Linked DNA regions of Mus musculus: region 2 is linked to region 1. A link is a contact called in public Hi-C data. All regions are on one chromosome and are shown on one strand. The core of a region is the stretch at or near the end of the contact, and the rest is flanking DNA. Distances in the headings are between cores, read along the strand shown.

Region 1 (5,898 bases), core at 2,381-4,880:
TTAAATGGGTAACACTGCCTCCAAAGACGTTAGTGTTACAGATGGCAGGTGAAATGAGAGGTCCCAGCGGCTAACGCTGTAGGGATGTGTGAGCTCAGTAACCCCAATGCCTCATTTCCTCCTCTTTGCCAGGGCTAGGGCCACATGCTGGCCCAGCCCCAAATCCCTCTTAGAACCACTAGATCGCTGACAAAACCCAAGGTTGGAAGCACTGTTCCGTCCACTTTTTCCTGTTAAGCGAAGCTTGAGAGATTGGAATCAGAATCATAGACTGAACCCTTGTACATAAGGCCTAGCTTGCCTTGACCTCAGAAAACATGGAGATTGTAAGCAGGAAGGATGGGCAGCTCAGAGGCCCCTGAGACAGGCAAGAGCCCTGCCCATGGGCTCTTTAAAGTGACTGCTGAAACATACATACAAGTAACATTATAAAGACTCAGCAGAGCCAGGCGTGGTGGCGCACACCTTTGATTCCAGCACTCAAGAGGCAGAGGCAGGCAGATTTCTGAGTTCAAGGCCAGCCTGGTCTACAAAGTGAGTTCCAGGACAGCCAGGGCTACACAGAGAAACCCTGTCTCGAAAAAAAAAAGACTCAGCAGGTTGTACTTGTGTATTTAGAAATGTGTATATACATATAAATATTCACATATGTATGTAACAATTTTAAAAGATGTCATGAACTTGAAAAGGAGCAGGAAAGGATATATGGGGGGAGTTGAAAGGAGAAAAAGGAAGGGAAATGATTTAATTATGTTATAATTAAAAAATAATAATTAAAAAAATTGAAAAAAAATAAAATAAACTGCATGGTGGTGGCACATACCCTTAATTCCAGCACTCGGGAGGCAGAGGTAGACAGGTTTCTGAGTTTGAGGACAGCCAGGGCTACATAGAGAAACCATATCTCAAAAAAGCCATAAAATACAAATAAAGGAAAAAAATTTAAAGTCATGACTGGCCAGGATGCACTTAAATTTGCCCCTTCCCTATGTCCCCTAAAGCCTTCTGAGATGAATGTATCTTCCCAGGAGTCAGACAACAGAAAATTACGGCACTCGGAAGCTGTAAGACAAAAATCCCTGAAAGGAAGACTAGCATCCACTAGCATCTTCTGCTTCTACAGTCTTCAGCGGAAAGATGTGGACCAGAAATTCCTCCTAGCCTCTATCCCAAGTCAAGGCGTTCCAATTCGTTCATAGTGCAATGCCTAGATGGACCACAAGAGGTCGATTCCAGAAGCATTTCCATCCCAGCAGCTCTCTTTCTTGAAGTCCCCTTTCACACCCTGAGCTGGAGCTCTCCAAGGTGGCACCAAGTCCTGTCCCAACTAGGCTGACCTCCTCCTCAGGCTCCAAGAGAAAAGTGTGTGGAGTGATTTGTTCCTCTGTCAACAGAGCCAATCTCATTTTCCTCACTATCCCACTGCCCGCTCCTGTTTTCAGCTGCAATGGATGTGTTGACCAAAGCACAAAGCCTCACTCATGGGGCGTGTGCCAGTGGCTTACTTCTCTGTCCAGTAATACCTCCAGGCTGACATAGCAGCACAGCTGTGCTATGGTAGTAGGAAGGAAGCCAGTAAAAGAGGGCATATGAGGTTCCAGCTTCTGAGGTTATGTAGCAGGAAGGAGGCATAAAGCCTGGCTTCTTCCCTTCAAGGAGCCTAGCTCAGCTCTCTCCTCTGAGAGTCACACCGCAGTTCTTTCCTATAGCTGCTAGTCTATTGTTGGCCATAGCAACGGAAGAGCAGCCAGTTTGCATGCATTCTTCACTTCCCCATAACGTTATTCTTTCTAGGCACTAATACAGGGCCGAGAGAGAGAGAGAGAGAGAGAGAGAGAGAGAGAGAGAGAGAGGCAGAGAGACAAAGAGAGAGAGAGCACTAAAACTTCACAAAGCACTAAAACTTCACACAGATATTTATATCCCCTTTGACTTACAGTCCTGACTGTCCTAAAAGAAGGAGCAATAGTTTCTCAGAGACAGTAAACACGGTGTAGGGGACAAAGTCTGACCTGTGAATCAAGAAATGTTTCCTTTTTAGGTTTGCTATAAACTCAATATGCGTCTAAGCAAACCACTCTCCACTCTGTACCTGGAAATGAAGAATTTAAATCAAATAGTCTCTAAGTCCCTCCCAGGTTTACGGGTCTGAGAATAATGTGTGTAGTAACATAAAAATGAGTTTAGGAGATTCCAGGCGTAGTAGCACACGTCGATCCCAGAAATGGGACCGGAGGCAGAAGCAGTCGGATTTCTGTGAGTTCATGACCTATCTAGTCTACATAACAAGTTCTAGGGCTGCGGAGTAAGACTGTCTTAACAGAACGAACAAACGAAAGAAAGAAACGGCAGGACATAGCTGCATGTCACCAGTGTTAATTAATGCCTAGTGGGGTTCATTCATTCGCAATTAGGCAGAGTATCTGTCCATATTGGAAAGTGATAACAAGGGCATAACAGCGCACACCCAAAGAGAGGTATGTCTCTCTGCTCAGAATGCGAGGTGAGGGGCTCAAACTACAAACCCCAGTGTGCAATACGGCAGCTCTCAAAAGTATCCTTTCCCGGCAGGCTTTTCTTCGTGTACATCCTATGGTCCAGTGCAGCGCCTGAAGGCTGAACTACAACTCCCACAATCCATCAGATCCATCGCGAGTCTAACTACCAGAGTGCAAAGCGGTCCCGTTCACCCTTTGAACTCTGCGCGTTGCAAGATGGGGATTGAAGTCAGCTGTAGGCAGGTAGCTGGGCGTTGTCAGGATTACGGACTGTTTGGGCTTTTGACTTCCTCTTTCGGAGTAGTTCACAGGGACAGTGGTTAAGAGAGGGTAAGAACAGCTTGAAATATCTTGGGTTCCATCGGGACCCAAGGCAGCAATGCTCGTGCTAAAATTAGGTGCTGAGAGTGGAAATGAAGTGGAAAGAGCAGTCATCCGATCTGCCACCAAAAGCGTCTTTTTTTTTTTTTTTTTTTGTCGCAATGCTTTTTTTTTCCCTCTTTACCAATATGGCGGCCTAGTCCAGACACACCTGACACTGGAGACAAACAGTCCACTACACCATCCATATGGGTACTGCTGCAGCCGAAAGCTACCAGCTCCATACAGCATCCCACGCTCCTCCTTGGTCGTGACTGAGGACTCCAAGGGCATGGTAGCCCCAAATCTCATTACCAAAATGGCGAAAGGAGAAGCTTTTTTTTTTTTTTTTTTTTTTTGTGCAGGCCTCCAGGTACAACGCGCCTGCGCGTGAGGCGGCTGTGTGAGGGGACGGGAGGGTGGCGACCCAACACGCCTGCGCGGGACCAGAGCCCGTGGTCCGCACACAAACACCAATGGGTGATGCGTCTTCCAGTTCCTGCGGCTGCGCCGTGACCCCTACGCGCTTTCCCAGGCGCCTAAGCGAGGCCTCAGGTTCCGCCCTCCAATCGCAGTACGCCGGCGCACGGCGGAGAGGCGGGGCTTCTGGGCTCCGGGCGAATGCCAGCGCGGCTGCGCGCCGGGGGGTACCCCATCACCGCGGCTGCGCGGGAGCCAGGCCGCCGGCTGTCACTGCGGTTGCGCGCGGCGAGCGGCGATCCCGGGGCGCCTGCGCGGGTGGCTTTGCGGGCGCTCGCGGTAAGTTTGCGCCAAGTGCGCGGCAGCCGGGACGCAGACGGCAGCGGCGGCGAGAGGCGGAGCCCGGGGACCACCCCCCATCATCCTCCCCAGAGTCACCTCACGAACCACAACCTCACCTAACCTCTCACCCCCCCCTCCGGTCCCCCAAGCCCGGGATGGCAGCGCCCGCTAGCCTTCCCGGCCGGACCAGCGGTCGCCAGCGCCAGCTTTAGCCTGTGGGCCTAGGCCCCCGCCGAGGCCTGACCCCCGGAGCCGGGATCCACTGTGCAGCCAGCCGCTGGGCCGGGGCTGAGGGGTTGCTCCCCTCTCGCGGCCCGTGGGGAGGACGCTGCCGTCCCAGGGACTGGGGGCCGGGGGGTGGGGGGGAGCCAGGGCGAGGAAGTCGGAACCTGTGTTGGGAAGAGAGAAGGGGACCGGGGGTCAGAGGTGCCCCCTTCCCCTCCTCCCCCCTCCCCCCGGGGCTGGGGGGGCCGGAGCAGAGAGCGCCCAGCCCGAGAGGTGGATGAATGTGGGAGAAAATGGAGACCAAGACGATCGTGTACGACTTGGACACGTCGGGGGGGCTGATGGAGGTAAGAGTGGCCCTCATCCTTTTCCCCCCAGTGCCAGGAGGGTACCTCCGCCCCACAAAGCCGGCCCTAAGCTCGAAGCGCCAGAGGGCCGGGAAAAGGGGGGGTTGTTCTTCCTCACCCAGTCTCTTCCTCCCCTCTTTGCAATTTGGGGGACTGAGCTTAGCTTCCGAGGACGTCTGCAGCAGTTTCACCTACCAGCCGCCCTCGATTCGCTCCCTGAGGCTTCAGCCCACTCCATTTCATTGCACCGGCAGGCCTCCCCACCCCCTTCTTGTCGGCCCCTTTGTGCTTCCCCCTGCACGTCCGGGTACCAAGCTTCGGGCCTCTCCCGAGCCGGGCTTTGGAGTCCCCCACTGTCCATACAAGGAAGTGGCAAGAAGAGAACCGCGCACCCTCTCCCCATCCCCCTACCCTGGTCCTCCCCATTTGGAAGGAGCTTTTCTTGTTGTGCTGCAGGAACGCAGTTAGGGTGGGCTCCCCTTGATTCCGGGGACCGAGAGGTTCTGGAAGCAGCCTGGATGGGAGGAAGAAGGACAAAAGGGGGAAGAGGGGTGGGTGACGGAGAAGCGGCGCCGGTGGGACTACGGGCTACCCGGGAGCTCCGAATGTGCACACATGCCGTCTGTATGTGTGTGCAGCAAATCCAAGCTCTGCTGGCTCCCCCCAAGACGGACGAGGCAGAAAAGCGGAGTCGGAAGCCCGAGAAGGAGTCCCGGAGAAGCGGCAGGGCCACCAACCACGACAGCTGCGATAGCTGCAAGGAAGGTGGGGATCTCTTGTGCTGCGATCACTGCCCTGCCGCCTTCCACCTCCAGTGCTGGTAAGGGCTGGGGACCCCTTTGGAGCCCCTTGGCAGACCCTACTCAGCACATTCCTTCACCAGGCCTGTAGAAATAACGGGAGCTTGCAGCCGCTAGCCGACTCTCTAGTCGCTGGGGCGAGCGCCTCTGCGCCCTTGGTATTTGCCGGGATCCGGCCAATTTGCGGGAAGGAGCAGCGGCGTGTCTTGACCCCGGGATGGGGGTTGGGAGGAGTGAGGTGAGCCCCATCTGAGATTGGTTGTAGGTTGGGAGCCGGGACTGAGCGGCCGAGTGCGGCCGGCGGCGGCGGCGGCGGCGGCGGCGGGGGAGGAAGGGGAGGAGCTCCAGGTCCAGTGCCGCTTGGCGGCCGCGCGCGCCCGCCGCCCTTAGGGCTCCTGCCTGGCTGGGCTCTCCTTGGGCTTAATGCGCGGAGCCTCGGCCACCCAGTTAACCCTGGTCCTGACTCAGGAGAGCGGGTGCTTACGATGGTGCAGGAAATCATGAATGGTGTCTCTCAAGACCACTTCTCTGCCTCTGTGTTTACAATATGGCGACCTGCCTTTAAATTATATTTTTATTCTCAGCGCCATTTTGGCTGCATATATGATTTGCAAACGTCTTCGGGAGAACGGTGGAGGTAGCCCATGAGCCCTTTCTGCAGAAGCTTCTTGAGGACCAGGGCTAGGCTCTGCAGGCTTGATCCCTTTCTCTGCATCTTGCCCCCTGTTGCCACTCCGGTGCTGCCTCCCTCCTCCCCCTTCCCTCCTCCCTACTCCGCTGCTGCCTCTTAGGAAATCGGGCCGGGTTAGACAATTAAAATTGCCCTTGGGCGCCGATTTCTCTTCTCTGCTCTGGTTCAGCGAGCCCTTCGCCTCAAAATTCTTTGCTGCTGGGGCAGGATTGTGT
Region 2 (5,898 bases), core at 1,332-3,831, 1.2 Mb after region 1:
ATAACCTGTCCAGTGCTGTTCTTAAACAGGGACATCTGCACAGACAGTAGACACATTAACTTAACCCAACAGAGTCCTCATCCAGTCCCGCCTGCCCAGCCCCCTCCCCCATCATTTAACCACAAGACGGCAGAGCTTTTCAGAAACAGAGTGAAGGGAACCACTCCAACCTCTTACAGATCACATGGGGAAGCGAAGGCCCTGGAGATGAAGTGATTCACCCAAACTAGCTGGTAATAAGCCTAAGGAACCAGCTCCAAGGTCAAACTCCCATCCAAAATGGCATCCAAAGTCCTGTCTTTTCAGGGACCAGAAGGATCTTTCAAATGCATTGCAAAGAACAGGGCATGTGTCTTGTTCACACTGCAAATGGCCCTTGGGCCTTCAGAAGCCACAAGAGATGACCTCAAAATGCACCCAGTAGGGAGGCTACTGCCTAACCAGCTCAGAGGCCTGAACAGCTGGAGACTCTGGGGTATCTGATGTCACAACTTTGTCAAGATGTGCAATCTCAGAGGACAAAGAGAATTTGCAGAGAATAAAGAATAAGCCATTCTACATACAACCAGGGACCCAGGAGCACCTCAAAGGGACCTGGGGAGGAACTACAAAGGCCAACCCAGAACATTCAACAGCCCAACAACATAGCAACTCAACAGATATACATGGCAGGACAACGAGCCCAGAACTATGACACACAGGCCTCCTATTGTATCAGCCTAAAAAGTGAACTTTGCTGGACACACACACTCAGCTGTGTTCAAGAAATCCACATGCAGAGACTCCCAGTGCAGGGTTTTGTTGGTTTGTTTTTAAGGCAAACCCCAGGTCAGTCCTGCTATAGCAACTGTAACAAAAAAACAATAATAATAGCCAGCACTGTTTGGAGTCTCCCAATGTCCCTGGCTTCATGGCTTTTATGAAAATACAACTAAGGGAGAGTCACCCTGAGCATTTTGGATCAAACAAGGATTCAGGCTTGTGGTGCGAGAGGAGGGAGGGCTGGTCTTGTAATAATTACAGCAATCATCAGCTGGCTCTAGGACAGCTGGCAGATGCAATTAGCAATTGTGTGTGTGTGTGTGTGTGTGTGTGTGTGAGAGAGAGAGAGAGAGAGAGAGAGAGAGAGAGAGGAGAGAGAAAGGGTATTATGTATCTAACAAGACATCCTCAGACCTACAGAAACCAAATGTGGCAATGCCAGGGAAAGGCCCTTCTTAGGGAAAGAGTTACTAAATAACCCCTTCACTTTCAAAGGTCTTCCAGTCTCTGGGCAAAAGCAAGTTGGGAAGGCACTAGTTTCCCCCCCAATGTGTAAGGGGGTGGGGGAGCGTCCCCTTCTGAAATGCCAACCACCTTTCTGGCTGGTTCTTCCAAATCGTTTTAATGCTGCACTTCCCAACTGTATAATTTGAGAGAAGAGAGCTCACACATCTTGTTTCCTCATTGCACTCCAGGTTATCTCTGTCAGCAACCCCCTTAAGTAGCCTGTTCTTACCAAAGGTTCCCTTCCCCAGTATAATCCTTCCTAGGCCAAAGCTCAGTGTTTGGGGTGGAGTAGGGAAGTCAAAGGGTAATTTCATTTTAAGCAGTGAACCGCTGTGACATCTCCAAAGACAAGCACCCCAACGCCTGAACAGCAAAAATGCTGTTTCAGCAAACACTTTTTGAAAAGCGGCAGAGACCTGGTGGAAAGGAAAGAAACGGACAACAAGGAGAGTGGGGAGTGAGGGGAAAGTCAGTGCCACCGATCGATCGACGCTCACACTTCAAGGGACGTCCCCCACATCGCCCCAGCCCACGCTACCGGACTTAAAGCACACGGAGAAAAGACCGGCGCGTGATTCAGTGGGACAATGACTACTGTGGGCACTGGAAATAGGGTGAAGGCGGAAAGGGGTTTGCAGTGGGGTGCCCTGTGCATCCTACTCGGCACGCTGGTCTTCGAGACTCGATCCAGTTCCACGCTAACACCCCCCTCCCCTAAATTCTTCCAAAGTGAGAGCTGGTCGTAGGTCCTCACGCTGCCGCATCAGAGAGCTCGGGAAAGGGAGGAAGACTCCAGCCAGCAACCCCGCTGCAGGATGCAACTCGGGAAGGAAAGCAGTGGGGCGGCTCCCGGGCCACCGCCGGGTCCGGACGTGGGGCGCAACGGCCCCTTACCTCTAGGGTCCGGATCTCCTGCTGTGTGAGGTCGTTAGACACTGAGCACTTGGTGCGCAGCCCGCGCAGACTGCCGATGGAGATATCGATGAGCTTCTGCAGCTGGCCGCACTGCTGCAGCGCCCGGCTGACGGCGGCCCCTGCGCCCCCGTCCGCCGCGGCGCCCCCGCCGCCGCCCTCCTTTTTCTCGCCCATCGCTGCCGCGCGCAACGCCGCTCTATCCATGCCTCGGCATCGGGGCCGCTGGGGGCCGAGGCGAGGAGCCCGGGGACACGGGCGCCTCGGCAGGAAAGCCCCGAGCCAGGAAGGCTGCACTAGGAGCGCCCCTTGGCGCCGCCTAAGCCTGCAGTCCCGAAAGCCTGCTGCCCAGTCCGCTCCTCCTCCCGCCCAGACGCGGCGGCAAAGCGAAAGCCTCCACTACCCGACGGCTGTGGTTGTTGGAGCCTTTAAGCGACAGCGGGGGCCGGATCGGGGCCGCGACGCATTCTGGGACTTGTAGTCCGCGCATCGCATCTGCTTTCTGGCCCGCGCCCTCGGGGCCCCGCCCGCACTTCGGCCCCGCCTGACGTCTAGAAGGGGCTGCTCTGCGCCTGCTCCAATTCGTGCGCGTCGTGGTCTAGGGAGTTTGATTCCTTTACCCCCATCTCCCACTACTACACCCTTCTCACACACGCAAGCGCACACACATCAGTAGCTTTCCGAGACTGGCGAATGGGGTGGGGAAGGGGCTGATGGCTCAGACCCAGATAACCCCTGTCTTGTAGGATATTGAGGGTCCTAAAATTTTTGTATGAGTTTAGGGGTTACCATGTATGGGAATGCGCTAAAAGTGTAGCTCAGCGGCAGAACATTTGCCAGGCAAACACAAAGCCCTAGGTTTGATTCCCCAACACTATCAAAAGAAAAGAAAAAGAAACACCCACCTTCATCAAAATCTCACAACACCCGACGAGGCTGTGTTTGTGTTCACATAGAGCTTGACCCTGAATTGTCACACCAAAGTTACTGTGCAGGCAAGGAGAAAGGACTTTCTTCTGTGTTCTATTTACTCAACAAAATAAATTTAGTGCCCCCCATACCCTGTAGATGCCACATGGGCAAAATATTAATTTGTTGAACAGTTCTAAGAGTTTCGAGCCAGAGAGAACCTGGGTCTACCCAGTATGTGAACTTGGACAAATAGCTTTCCTCTGAGTGCCCAAGTTTCCCCTTCACATCAAATAGGGTAGTCATAGCCATCTAGTCTAGAGGGTTTCTTTAAAAAAGTTATGTTTCTAACAGCACCCATATTAACTGCTGGCATGTGCGATCAAGTATACATGCTAGCTCCTTTCTAACTTCACACTATCTAGATGAGACCCTGAGCCTCAGCAGTCAGTGGTCTTAGCAGTGGTGTTTCCCAGTCTGCCCTAATTTAAGCTTTACCACACCTGCTCATTCTCCTCTCCCATCAGTCCACCTCACATGTTCTAGCAATAAAAATGAAGTGAAAATGAGCCAGGTGGCAGTGGCACTCTGGAAGCAGAGGCAGGAGAATCTCTGTGAGTTCCAGGCCAGCCTGGTCTACAGAGCAAGTTCCAAGACAGCCAGGGCTACACAGAGAAACCCTGTCTCGAAAAAAGAAGTAAAAACTGAAGTCAAGTGTACACACTTTTAATCCCAGCACTCCAGAGGCAGAGGCAGGAGGATCTCTGTGAGTTCAAGACCAATCTGGTCAAATAGTGAATTCAAGACCAGCTTGGGCTACATATATAGTGAGGTCTTGCCTCAAAAACAGTGTTGGGTTAGACAGATAGCTCAGCAGTTAGGAGCGCTCGCTCCTGCAAAGGATGAGGAGTTCTGTGCCCTGCATCCGTGTGATGGATCACAGCCATTTGTAACTCCAGTTCTAGGGATTCTGATGCCTTCTAACCTCTGTGAGCACCAAGTAGTCACATGGCTACACATACATGCATGCAGGCAAAACACTCAGACCCATAAAACAAAATTAATCGAACAGAGCTAAACAAAAAGAATTACTGGGGCTGGCGAGATGGCTCAGTGGTTAAGAGCTCCGACTGCTCTTCCGAAGGTCCCGAGTTCAAATCCCAGCAACCACATGGTGGCTCACAACCATCCGTAATGAAATCTGATGCCCTCTTCTGGGGTTTCTGAAGACAGCTACAGTGTACTTACATATAATAAGTAAATAAATAAATCTTTAAAAAAAAAAAAAAAAAAGAATTACTGATACAGGTAGGTGTGGGAGCTCACATTAATCCCAGCACTTTACAGGCTGAGGCAGGAGAATTCTTTACTTGAGACCGACCTAACCTATCTAGTGGGACCCTGTCTCAAAGGATTATGAAGATACAACAATCCCCACTCTGTGAACAAGACCCCTCTGGTGTACTTACATGTTCCCAGCCCTTTCTGTTACCACAGCCCCACTCCAGACCCTGTATACGAGAAGCAACTACCTTGAAATAAAACTGCAATGGTGGTTTTCAAGCTTGAACAGTGTCACAGTCAAGGGGAGGGCTCCTTCATCCTAGAATGAGAGACCCAAAGCCTGTAGTTTCCTGATCCATAAATCCAAGCCTGGGTCTTGAGATTTGCATCTCTAGCAAGTTCTTAGGGGGTACTGATGCTGCAACTGTAGACAGCATGCTTTGAGAAGCCACAGTGCAGAAGGTCCGTGGACTTCTCAATCTCTCTCCACCTTGTTGTTTTGAGGCAGGGTCTCTCACTGAACCTGGAGGTTGTCAGTTCTGCTCGACTAGTTGGCTAAGAAGCCCCAGGAATCACAGACATGTCTTGCTGGCCCACCTTTGACATGGGTGTTAGAGCATCAAATTTAGGTCCTTAGGCTTGCATGGCAAGCACTTTACTAACTGAGACACCTCTCAAGCTCTTGGGACCATATTCTGGCCCCAAATCCTGGCACAGACCCCTTGTTGGCCTGCGGCCTGTGGCACTCATGTCTATCCATGCCACCATGGTGGCAGCAGAAGAGCTGGAAGCTAAACAAACGCCAATCTCTTGGCTGCTCTCTTTGGGCAGCTGACAACGTGTGTTATAGGCATACATTCACACAGACACACACAAACATATGTAAAAATAAAAATAAATCTAAACTGAACACACACACACACCAACAGTAAATTCAGAGAGTGTTGGGTGCTATAAAGGAAGAAAAAGAAGTGTCCAAAGAAGGTCTCTGATCACAGAAATGAGGTTGGCCAGTTTTGTTTTGTTTTGTTTTGTTTTTGGAGCACTCACTATATAGCCTAGGGTGTGACCTTGATCTCCTGATCCTCCTGCCTCTGCCTCCCAAGCGAGAGGATGACACAAGTGTGTGCACCACACTGGGCTGAGCAGAGATCTGAATGAGAAAATGAAGCCACCTATGCACGCGGTTCCCCAGGAAAGGGCCATTCCAAGCAGGGGCCATGTGCAAAGGCCTAGAGGCAGGAACTTGACATACTGCAGGAAGAGAAGGAAGACTCACATCGCCACAGTGTGATAAGAAAGAGCAGATGGAGATGGTACAGGGAAACTGGACAGGGCTAGATAAAGCAGGGCACAGGAAGGAAGCTGGGAATTGTCTCTAAGCCTGTATCACTCCTAATATGGCACAAGAGCAATGATAACACATCACCTGGAAGCCTCTTAGAAATGCCATGGGGGGCGGGCAAGATGGCCCAGTGGGCTGCCAAGCCCGAAGATCTGAGGGCAATCCCTGAGACTCACGTG

The links. Hi-C and Micro-C count contacts between places; a contact is called where the count stands out from the background.
Region 2: a contact with region 1 is called in a Hi-C map of CD8 T cells, with 5 times the contacts expected there. The contact joins the promoter of Ksr1 here to the promoter of Phf12 in region 1. A contact is called at or near these places in 1 of 39 promoter capture datasets (pre-B cells) and 1 of 484 Hi-C or Micro-C datasets (CD8 T cells).

Annotation. Positions count from the first base shown.
Region 1 is chr11:77,979,186-77,985,083 of GRCm38.p6, forward strand. Phf12 (PHD finger protein 12) reads left to right here and starts at 3,631. Exons shown (of 15, transcript NM_174852.3): 1 at 3,631-4,192; 2 at 4,831-5,012. The coding sequence starts at 4,127.
Region 2 is chr11:79,143,892-79,149,789 of GRCm38.p6, forward strand. It overlaps Ksr1 (kinase suppressor of ras 1), which reads right to left and starts at 2,582. Exons shown (of 19, transcript NM_013571.3): 1 at 2,164-2,582. The coding sequence starts at 2,388.